3 separate regions of the Canis lupus genome follow, and regions 1 and 2 are each linked to region 3. Evidence: chromatin contacts called from public Hi-C data. All regions are on one chromosome and are shown on one strand. Each heading gives the region's core, a stretch centred on a gene start, on an enhancer-like site or on the middle of the called end of the contact. The rest is flanking DNA. Distances are from core to core; before and after follow the strand shown. Region 1 has its middle 84 kb from the start of PABPC1. Region 2 holds the start of PABPC1 (polyadenylate-binding protein 1). Region 3 holds the start of ANKRD46 (ankyrin repeat domain-containing protein 46).

Region 1 (3,768 bases), core at 767-3,266, 250 kb before region 3:
GCCAGATTCTTTTGGGGTTTCAATTTAAAAGTCTTCAGGGACCCAGGAGGAGAAGATGTTATTAGGTCTTTCCTGCGGTTGAGCTGTCAGCTGACTTTTATTCAACGTCCATTGTCAAGTCAAGAACGGTTCAGTGTCTACTGATATTGGTAAAGGAAAAAAAAAAAACCACACCAAAAAATGTATACTAATCCAGAGAAGAAAGGGATAACCATAAGGTGGGCTAGAATTATCAAGTACTATTTCTGGTTAAAAGAGAATTAGCAGCTGTTTGCTATAAGCTCATTTCAGTGGTTTTCTCATGCAGCCAGATGTTTCCCTGGCTTCTAAAAGCAGGCCTTGCAATTTAAGTGTGTGGTCACCAGGTGGTGGAAGCGTGCCATGACCATGGAGACTAAAAAGTCCTTGGGAGAAGCTGAGCTCACCTGTATCAAATCACCTTAAAACCAGGGAGAGCTCGGACTTCCTTTCCTCTCAGCCATTTCCAGGCTGAAGTTTACCAAAAGATCTTTTGCCTTTCTGACAGTTCTTTGCTAAAACGTCTGTGTTGTAACCCAAGGCACTCTTGCTGAAAAATGTCATCTTCTGTCCACCTCTGGGAAAGTGAAGGATTCCGGCACTTGGTCAAAACCCCAGAACTCTCCTTTTTTAATCAGCTCATTCTCGTCTTCAGCCAATTTATATTTTCCTCTCCTCCTCTTTTTTAAGGGGAGGCCTTACCCTCTCATTACATTCTGAGGAAGGAATGCATCTTCTCTGCTTGTGGTAAGCTTGAAGGCTTATTTGTAGGCACAGGCAAGAGACTGGGAGCAACCTGTCCAGGCAGGAGCCGTGGGCGCCCCCAGGGTGGTGCTGGGGGCAGGACAGCCCTGACATTTCCCTTAGCTGCCACTGCTCTAGCTGACAAGTTGACCAGAACTTCCTTTTGGAAACTTTTTCTTACTGGAATGACTGTCGTGGTTCTCCACATCCCGACTGATTTCCCTTCCCCTCCAAGTACAGGAGATTCTCATTATCCCTGGCAGTTATGCTCCATACGCAGCCACAAACCTAGAACCGTTGCACTGGGGAAAGACAAGTGTAGGTTTCTTCCAGCGTCTGGTCACAGAATTTTCATCATCTCGCTGATAAATAGCCTTGTTTTATGTATATTTCTGTTTAAAAATACTTGATTGGGGCACCTGGATGGCTCAGTCAGTTAAGCATCTGCCTTTGGCTCAGGTCATGATCCCAGGGTCCTGGGATCCAGCCCCACATCGGGCTCCCTGTTCCGTGGGGAGCCTGCTTCTCTCTCTGCCTCTGCCTGCTGCTCCCCGTACTTGTGCTCTCTCTCTGTCAAATAAATAAAAAATATCTTTAAAAGATTTTATTTATTAATTCATGAGAGACACACAGAGAGAGAGAGAGAGAGAGAGAAAGAGAGAGAGAGAGAGGCAGAGACACAGGCCGAGGGAGAAGCAGGCTCCATGCAGGGAGCCCAAAGTGGGACTTGATCCCGGGATCCTGGGACCAGGCCCTGAGCCAAAGGCAGACACTCAACTGCTGAGCCACCCAGGTGTCCCAAATAAATAAAACCTTAAAAAATAAAAACATCTTATTTAAGATACTGATTTATATATAACCTATTATTTTTATATACTAATTCGTATTATATTTAATTTATTGGTTAGCATTGAACTCAGGGCCAACAGGACTTTACCTCGTGCCTGAATGAAGCTTATCTAACATAAGTGTTTTCTCCAAAGGCACATGGCAATCTTCCTGTGCTTGGTATCACTAGACACTACTTCAGCACTGTATTTGAGCACCATTGAAGCAGCAAAACCACCAACAAAAAGCACAAAAATGTGGAAAAAGTGGCACCAAATAGACTACAGAAAGGGTGCTTGTTGACAACATGAGAACAGCAACAAAAAAGCAGGCAATTGCCTGGGGTGACCTCAGCCGGGGAGCACGGACGTCAGATGACTCAACGGCTCTCTTATCTGCACCGTGTTTGGGGATGACCCCGCGGTGCCACAGGTATTGATCTGGAGTCACAAATAGTTAGTAGGCAAATCTGCAGGTGCAGAATTGGTGAGTACTGAGGACCAACCACACAAACAGATCCACAGCTCGGATCCTGGCTCCCTGCATGCAACAGCTCTCCTGCCACCACACCAGCAGCCCTCATCTCTGCACAGAGAACTTCAAAACGAGCATTTAAAGCCCTGACCTCTCTCTAGACCAACAGTTCTCAAAGTACCATTCCGGGATCCCTAGGGGGAGAGAGAAGATCCTCCCTTTTTACAACTAAATATCTGTATGAATCTGGATTTTCATCCTATACTGCAGCTAACACAATTTGTCTCAATTAAATGTAGAAGCAGATCTGAGAAGCCAGAGGTCTTCTATTAAGCTGGACATTAGAGAGATTTGCAAAAATATAAAACAATCACTAATTTCATCCTTTTCTTGGTTAGGAAAATATGGTAACATTATTTATATTAATGTGTAATGGGTTATTGTTACTTGTAAACAAATCACTAAATATTTTCTTTCTTTTCTTTTTTCTTTTTTTACTAAATATTTTCTATGTCTCAGTTCTAATTTCTTTTTTTTTTTTAAGATTTTATTTATTTATTCATGAGAGACACAGAGAGAGAGGCAGAGGCACAGGCAGAGGGAGATGCATGCTCCCTGCTAAGAGCCCAATGCTGGACTCGAGCCCAGGACCCTGGGATCATGCCCTGAGCCAAAGGCAGATGCTCAACCACTGAGACACCCAGGCATCTCTCAGTTCTAATTTCTAATACAATAAACATTGATAGATAAAACCCACTTACTCAAAAGCTCTTCTGGTCCTCAATATTTTTAAGAGTGTGAAAGACATCTGAGGCCAAAAGTTTGAGAGCCACTCCTCTGGACTTATACTCACTTTTTCAATAGTGTGCCCGATATTTATATTTGGACATCCTATCAGCACCTTAACTCGTCTTGCCTGAGAACATCTTCCTCAGTCCCACTCACCTTCAAGGTAGTCCCTCCTGATGTCTCAATTCCTGGCATCATCATCCTGTCAGCCATCTGGGCTCAAAACCCCATTCCTCTCTACCTCCTTCCCTCCGAACGTTCCCTACAGTTCTCACTCAGGAGCGTCTGCAGAGTCCATGTCTTCCTGTCCATCCCCCACCAGCAATCCTTTATGTACAGAATCAACACCAGGCGTTTTTTTTTTTTTTTTAAGATTTTATTTATTTATTTGAGAGAGAGAGAGAAAGAAAGTGGGGCGGGCTAGAAAGAGAGGAAGAGAGAATATCAAGCAGACTCTGCACTGAGTGTGGACCCCAATGTGGGGCTTGATCTCACGACCCTGAGATCATGACCTGAGCTGAAACCAAGAGTCAGACAACTGACTGAGCCACCCAGGTGCCCCTGGTCCAGACTTTTCTATCTGAATGCCAGTGAACCCTTGCAGCAGGGTCCCGCTGTTCCTCTGACCAGACTTGAGGAGAGACAGCAAAGATGGCGGTGAGGAGGTTGTGGGAGGGGGGACTGTTGCATTCACAAGCCAAATAGTTTGACAATGGTTTCAGTTCTGCCAGGACAGACCTTTGCAGGTGTAGCAAGTAGGACTGTCTATTCACAAACTTCTGCAACTACAGGATTCACCCTCTCCTCTTCCTTCTCCCTGGGATTAGTTCTAAACCTCAGGGCTTGTGCAATAGCGTGATGTTCGTGGCGAAGGGCAAACTCTTGTAGGTTTGATGTGTCCTATGCTGGTCTCCG
Region 2 (3,522 bases), core at 221-2,720, 170 kb before region 3:
TACTACACAATCCAAAGTTTTGCTCTTTTGCTTAATAAAGCACATGAGGCAGTATGTTTTTAAAAAATATTATCTTCCTACCAAGATGGGGGCGAAATAGCACTTATGTGGGATTCTGCTGGTTTAAATTCTAATTAAATGACAATAAAGCCCCCAGTCCACACCTGGTAAAGTATCTGGCATGCATTAAAGTTTATTGAATTAAAGAATGAATTGGGCAATCGTTTAGTTTGAGACTGTTCTCTTAACAGTAAGATAAAATTATTACTAAGTGCTCCACCACCCACACCAGATGCTGTAGGGAACAAATGATGCTTATGCAAGGGGTCTAAGAACTGTAAAGTAAAAAACTCTCAAGTGGGAGTTGACTTAATGGCATTCCTGTAGGGACACTGTAATGGAATTATATAACGGTGTTTTTTTGAGGACCATCGATTCATTAAATTCACCATTTCTATTAAAGTCCGCAACGAAATGTATGAGGTTGTTTCACACATTTGTCATAAACTGTTGCTGACCTTGCCTGCTTGCGGGTCTGGGCTGCTATTCCGACTGAGAGACTCATACTCCGAGGAAAAACAGCAGTTTTTCTTGAGTCCTGTTTTCTGCCGCAAAGAAATCTCAAAGTAGAAATAGCAGAACCAAAGATTCCCACCTCGCAGCTTAAGTTCATAGAGATCACGACACTTTAAAAAGGGAGGCGGACAAAGACCCCGAAACCGCTTTCCCAAATTAAAGCCCCTCTGAGCAAAGGACAGCGCGCGGTGGAGGCCGAGGGCCCCGCCCCCGCCGGAGGCCACGGGCCGCCCGGGTCCGGCGCCGGACGGTTGCGGGTCCCCGAGCGGGCGGCCGCGACCCGCGGCCGGTTGGGGGCAGCGAGCGCCGCGGCCGTTGGGGACTCCAGCTCCCGGCAGGCACCGCTTCTGCGGCCGACGCGCGTGGCGGCGCTGCCCGCTGGGACTCGTAGTGCGGTCCCGGTAGGAGAAAGGGGGGCCAGCCCCGGCCTCTTTTCACGCGCGTCTCGGAAACTGGGCCCGGAAGGGGCCACGCCGGCCCCCCTGTGCCCGGCGTCCCTCCGGGGCCGGGGCGAGTCGGAGCAGGGCGGGCCGAGGCGGGAGGAGGCCCGGACAGCCGCGCACGTGCGGGGTGGTTAGCGCCGAGGAACCCGGAAGCCCCGCGCACCGCCCACCGCCGCGGTGACGGGTTAACGCTCCCTCGGGGTGGAGGCGGGGGCGGGGGCGGGGGCGGGGGCGGCGGCGGCAGGAGAGGCCGGCCCACCCGGCTCCCTCCCCCGCGGGCGTGCGCACCGCGGGCCCCGCCCCCGGCCGCGGCGCGTGCGCAGGAGCTCCGCCCCGCCCCACCCCCACACGCACGGCCGCCGCCGCCGCCGCCGCCACCTCTCCCTTCCTCTCTGCTCTTTCCTCCTCCTGTTCTCTCTTCCCTCCTCCCCCTCGCCTCCTTTTCCCCTCCTCCTCCGGCGCTGACGCTCGCGTAGGGCCCTGGCGTCAGACGCGCGGGGGCGGGGCGAGTGCGGCGGGGGGTATAAGTAGAGGGTGCAGGAGGCGGTGCTTCCCCTTCTCCCCGGCGGTTAGTGCTGAGAGTGCGGAGTGTGTGCTCCGGGCTCGGAACACACATTTATTATTAAAAAAATCCAAAAAAAATCTAAAAAAGCCTTTTAAAAAACCCAAAAAAAATTTACAAAAAATCCGCGTCTCCTCCGCCGGAGACTTTTATTTTTTTTTCTTCCTCTTTTGTAAAATAACCCGGTGAAGCAGCCGAGACCGACCCGCCCGCCCGCCCGCGGCCCCGCAGCAGCTCCAAGAAGGAACCAAGAGACCGAGGCCTTCCCGCTGCCCGGACCCGACACCGCCACCCTCGCTTCCCAGCCGGCAGCCAGCAGCCAGCAGCCAGCAGCCAGCAGCCAGCAGCCAGCACTCCGCAGCCGGCGGCAGCCGATCGACCCCGTTCTGCGGCCGTTGAGTAGTTTTCGATTCCGGTTGATTTTTGTCCCTCTGCGCTTGCCCCCGCTCCCCTCCCCCCGGCTCCGGCCCCCGGCCCCAGCACTCGCTCTCCTCCTCTCACGGAAAGGTCGCGGCCTGTGGCCCTGCGGGCAGCCGTGCCGAGATGAACCCCAGCGCCCCCAGCTACCCCATGGCCTCGCTCTACGTGGGGGACCTACACCCCGACGTGACCGAGGCGATGCTCTACGAGAAGTTCAGCCCGGCCGGGCCCATCCTCTCCATCCGGGTCTGCAGGGACATGATCACCCGCCGCTCCTTGGGCTACGCGTATGTGAACTTCCAGCAGCCGGCGGACGGTGAGAGCCGGGCCCGGCGGGCGGGCGGGCGGGCGGGCGGCCATGAGGCGCAGGCGGCGGCGGGCGGGCTAGGCCGGCGGGCCCGGGGGAGGGGGCGGAGGGCATGTCACCCCCCCGAGGGCCGGCGCGGAGAGGCTCGGGCGCCGGGACCCCGGCGCCCGGGAGCCGGCAGCCGCACGCCTGGCTACTTCCTCCTTTGCGACCATTTTCTCGGCCTCTGCCGCTCTCAAACTTTAGGGTGATGACGCGCCGGGAGGGTGGGTGAGATTGGCTTCTTCCACCGCGCTCCCGCCAGTAGACGCGGGGCTCTGGGGCGTCGGCAGCCGAGCCCCCTTCTCCGGGCTTCGGCGGAGGCTCGCCCCACCACCCGGGGCTCTCGCCGGCGCCCCAGGACCCAGAGGAAGTGCGTCTCGGTGCTCGAAAAACACCACGTGTTGAACCCTGTAACCTCACAGGCCCGAGGCCTGCTTCTGCTCCTGGCCCAATCGCCTGGGGGAGCCACAGCGCCTTAGAATAAAGTTAATTTGGTGATGTTGCGGTCCTCGGGTTTCTGATTCCATTCTTAAGAACTTGTCAGTAACCCATGGCCCTAGAAATGTGAATTGCCAATGAGACGCGCATTTGAGGTTTTCCCCGAGTTCAGGCATTTCTCACTCTCCTGTGGTAAACAGCAGGGTAGTGGGAGCAGAGGATGTGGAGGATCACCCTTTTGAGATTCACGGTTTCCTTTCCGGCCGTGTAGATCATTTTAATTTTTTACCCAATGGTAATCGGTTCAGAATATTTTCCCTTCTGAAGTAGTTCTGTGCTTTTGAGAGGTTTTTCCTTAAAAAAAAAAAAAATGTATTCACCAGTTTTGTTGTAAACTTTGAGTGTAGTGTGGACTGGACCATTGTATTCAATGGCATTCAAGTCGTAAAGGCTTGTTTTTTTAAAGTGGTCCAGAATATCTGTACGTCACGGAGAATTGAACAAAATAACAGAGTAAGATTGAAATTTATGGAGGAAAAAAATGTGGCTAACCTTCTCTTTTTATTTTGAAGACAAATAGTTCACAAAAACAAAATTTGGCAGATAGATATGTGGCATGATGAGTTGCCAGGGTTTTCTTTTATATTTGGATCAGTTGACTTCCAAAAGTCAGCTTCCCTTGATTTTTATGGCCCAATTTTGCTTCCCGCTTGAATTCATGCTTGAGTACATGT
Region 3 (3,740 bases), core at 499-2,998:
CTGTAAAGTTTGCAAAATTAATATAGTTTAATTACAATGAAGACTGCTGTCTATTTCTACCCGGACTTCCCAAGGCTCTCTTCTCTCTTGAGTAGCACTGGAGTGAATATAGATATTTTGGGGCTCTTGCTAAGCAGAAATGCAGTTGGGGATACTCTGTTTTGCATTTAATGGGATTGTCCATGTGGTTTATGGTCACATGCAGCATTAAGTTATTGTCAAAGTGGAGGAAAGGCTTCTCTGAACACTCCTAGTGACCAGAGTGATGTGCTATAGTCCCCACATGTGGTGCCGTGGAGGATTCACAGGACATGAATAGTGCGCATTTCACTCCCTTAATCTCACCTGAGAAAAAAAGCTGTCTGCACAGTCCCTGCATTTTTTCAGATCAAACAAAAGCATAACTCATAGAGGGGAAGAAATATATTTGAATAGAAGTAATAAATACGCTCTCAGATTGTTCAGTAAGCCAATTAATGAAGAGAAGTGCATCCTATGAACATATTGGGAAAAGGTTTAAATTCTTTGTAGATTTGACAAAATTTATGGGCATCAATGAAGATATTATAAACTCAACCCAAACCACAAGGAAGACATCCATGACAAATTGGTTAATAAATGTCATCCATTCAAATAGTAATTAATACTTACGATTAGTGACTGCACATGAAAATGTGAAATGCCCTGAAGTCATAATTTTTTTATTTTTGTTTTAAGATTTTATTTATTCATGAGAGACACAGAGAGAGAGAGAGAGGAGAGAGAGAGAGAGAGAGGCAGAGACATAGGCAGAGAGAGAAGCAGGCTCCATTCAGGGAGCCCAATGTGGGACTCCATCCCAGGACTCCAGGACCACACCCTGGGCCCAAGGCAGGCACTAAACCGCTGAGCCATCCAGGGATCCCCCATAATTTTTTAAAAAGTGGGCTCCATGCCCAATGTGGGGCTTTAACTCATGACCCTGAGGTCAAGAGTCAGATGCTCTATTGACTGAGCCACCCAGGCACCCCCTGAAATCATAATTCTTATATGAAAGAAATTTGAAAGAGATTCTCTCAAATTTGACAATGATCCTAAACATTTACATGACTTTACCAAGAACACACTGTTAGACTGAATAATAATAGCTCTTGAGTGGATGGACATGAGATCCCAGAAGGTGGCCTGGTTGGGCAAGTGGTGCTAGAATTCAGAGAAGGGATAATCACTTTGCAGAGGAAGTCTGTAGGAACAGAGCTGGGAAACTTAAATGTTGTATATGTATAAATGAACTTCCACCACCCTGCTATCCACCACATTTTCAGTGAGATTTGGCTGTATACATCTTGCATTTAGTCCAGGAATCCTAAAAAGTAGGATGTAAATATTCAAACAATTTTTGACACAAAAAAAGCGTCATATTTTTAGGATTATGGCAGTCAGTTGCTATTATGAATATATCCATCTGAGTTATTAGCCTTACCTAGAGGTCGGTGACTATGGATGCTTACAGCTTTTAATAAAAGTATCCTTGCTTTGAAGCCTTCATTTAGCTGAGGGGTTGGGATGTTAAATATTTAGAAAAAGGACGTGAATAGTGCAAAATGCTCCTGAACTCAGGCTGGAAAAACTTCTTCCTAGGCTGTCATTGTCTTCTGCCCACGCGCAGGCTCCGTCCTTTCCCGAATTCGAGCAGGCGCCTTCGGAGCGGAGCGTCCGGTTCTGGGGAAGCCGAGTCGCCGCGCGGGCCTCCCGCCTGCAGGGGGCGCACCGTCCGGCGCGGCGTGAGGCCGCTCTAGCCCCGGGGCAGCCCGGCCTGTCTCTATGGCCCGCCCCTCTCCTCCTCTCCACCTGCAGCCGCCGCCGCCGCCGCCGCCGCTCCGCGGGGTCGCAGGTACGTGGGCCGGGGCCCGTGGGCGGCCCCAGGGCCGAGCCAGCGACACCTCCCCGGAGAGCCCCGGGCCGGGGCCGGGGCCGGGGCCGGGGGCGGGCGCGAGGCTGCCCGGGTGCCCGGGTGCCCTCGCCCCTACGCGGCGGCCCTGAGGGAGCCCGAGCGGGCGTCGCGGGTCCGGCGGGCGGCCCGGGCTGTGCCGCTCGTGAGGGCCGGGGCGAGGCCGGCCAGGGCTCTCGTGCTGTCGCGGGGAGAGGCTGCGGGCGTCGCGGGCCCGGGGCGCGGCGGGAACGCGGCAGCAGGCGGCGGGCGAGAGGAGGGTGCGGAGGGTGCGCGGCTCGGCGTGTGGAGGCGGCGACGAGGCCGGGAGGCGGGTGTTTAGCCTCCGGGTTTCCGGTCCGTGCTCTGCCTGGAGGGAAAGGGACGCGTATTCTTTAAACTTGGCTGCTGACCGTAGGTAAAAGACGCACTGCTGCTAGTGCTGGTGCGCGGTGTTTAAGACGGTGAGGTGCTAGGGAGGAGCGCCCCGCTTCAGCACCGTAGGAGCGGTGGTACGGGAATGCCGGTCGTCCCCATCTCCGTGCTCACTAAGTGTCCGGCGTGGTGCTCCGTGTTGGAATACCTAATCCCTCTGATCAATCCTCGCAGCAGCCCCGTGAGGTACCGTTTCCATTTTACAGATGAGGAAACTGAGCCCGGAGAGTCTGAGCAAACTTGCCGAGGGTCGGGCAGCCAGCAGAGGGAGAGCTGGGTTGAGCCGAGCCTCCCCTGCCGTTCTCCAGCGTCCTTGCTTCTGTTCCCTGTCCAAGCATGTTCCAGAGGGATTTGCTTGCGTGTTTGTTTAATTTGATTCGTAGCCTGAACGGACTTCTCGCAGCCTTAATTTTCGTGGCTATCTGCAAAAGCCCTATCCCAACTCCTTTTTGGTTTTTAAGGAGTTTAATGAGAAAAATGTTTGCTCTTTGAAGATTGTAGTGGATAATAAGTTAAGCTTGGTCGAAGCCCTCACCGCTATCCATGCACTTTGATGTGAAATAGACGTGGGTTCATTTGGCTGTTTACAAGCTTCATTACTTTTCTTCATTACTTGTGCTTTGATACCGTTTTTAGTGAGTTCACTTTGCCTTTGCAATGTTAGGACAGTAGTGCTGAAGGAAAATGAAGATTTTTTGATGACCCTAAGTTAATACCTCCCTGGATATAGGAAGGATATTGGAGAGCCTGAAGATTTTTGGCATGTTGCTTAGAGCATATGGAGTCACTTACTAGGAAGGATAAAGAATTTCCACAGTTCCATGAACGTCAGAAGTGAAGTCCTATTTCCCTTAAGGAGGGAGATTGGATACTGTAGTCTCTCAAATCTCTTAGCCTTATCAGGATTTAAAAGTTTGCATATTCAGTATTCTTGTAGCAAATGTATATTGAGTGCCTTCCATGGCTGGACATTGTTCTACACACTGGGGATGGAAGCCTGAAAAAAACAAAACAAAACAAAACAAAAAAAACAAAAAACGTGTCTTTGTCTTCATGGAGCTTACTTTCCACTGGAGGAAGTGAGAGTGGGTACAATAAACAAAATAATTTGAGAAAATTAAAATATATCCAGTCAGAAGGTAACTGTTGCTAAGAAGAAAAATAAAGCAGCTGAGGGGGATAGGAAGAAGCAGGTGCAGTTTTAAAATAAGAAGCAGATACAATTTAAAAATGAGGAAGATTCTTGAACAAAACAAACACAACAACCATGGGGCTGCCTAGGGGAGGAGTATACCAGAGATTTCCAGCCTTACTGGAGGACCAGCAAGAAGGCGGGTGCATTTGAATGGAGTAAGGGAGGGCAGGATGGGGTCTGAGAGCTAACTGGTCCTATAAA

What was found. Hi-C and Micro-C count contacts between places; a contact is called where the count stands out from the background.
Region 1: a Hi-C map of liver shows a contact between it and region 3, with 7 times the contacts expected there. The contact joins the enhancer-like site here to the promoter of ANKRD46 in region 3. A contact is called at or near these places in 5 of 9 Hi-C or Micro-C datasets (amygdala, blood, liver and 1 more).
Region 2: a Hi-C map of blood shows a contact between it and region 3, with 3 times the contacts expected there. The contact joins the promoter of PABPC1 here to the promoter of ANKRD46 in region 3. A contact is called at or near these places in 3 of 9 Hi-C or Micro-C datasets (amygdala and blood).

The regions. Positions count from the first base shown.
Region 1 is chr13:2,789,654-2,793,421 of UU_Cfam_GSD_1.0, reverse strand. No RefSeq gene overlaps it. Among named protein-coding and RNA genes, the nearest start is that of PABPC1, 84 kb to the right of the region's middle. Within about 2 kb of position 2,016, at least 2 of the 20 cell types and tissues checked have an H3K27ac peak or open chromatin away from gene starts, as enhancers often do. A contact at or near this core is called in liver, where this site is marked.
Region 2 is chr13:2,705,252-2,708,773 of UU_Cfam_GSD_1.0, reverse strand. It overlaps PABPC1 (polyadenylate-binding protein 1), which reads left to right and starts at 1,470. Exons shown (of 15, transcript XM_038555213.1): 1 at 1,470-2,317. The coding sequence starts at 2,125. LOC119864992 (a long non-coding RNA gene) reads right to left here and starts at 797. Exons shown (of 4, transcript XR_005368438.1): 1 at 519-797.
Region 3 is chr13:2,539,887-2,543,626 of UU_Cfam_GSD_1.0, reverse strand. It overlaps ANKRD46 (ankyrin repeat domain-containing protein 46), which reads left to right and starts at 1,748. Exons shown (of 5, transcript XM_038555201.1): 1 at 1,748-1,873.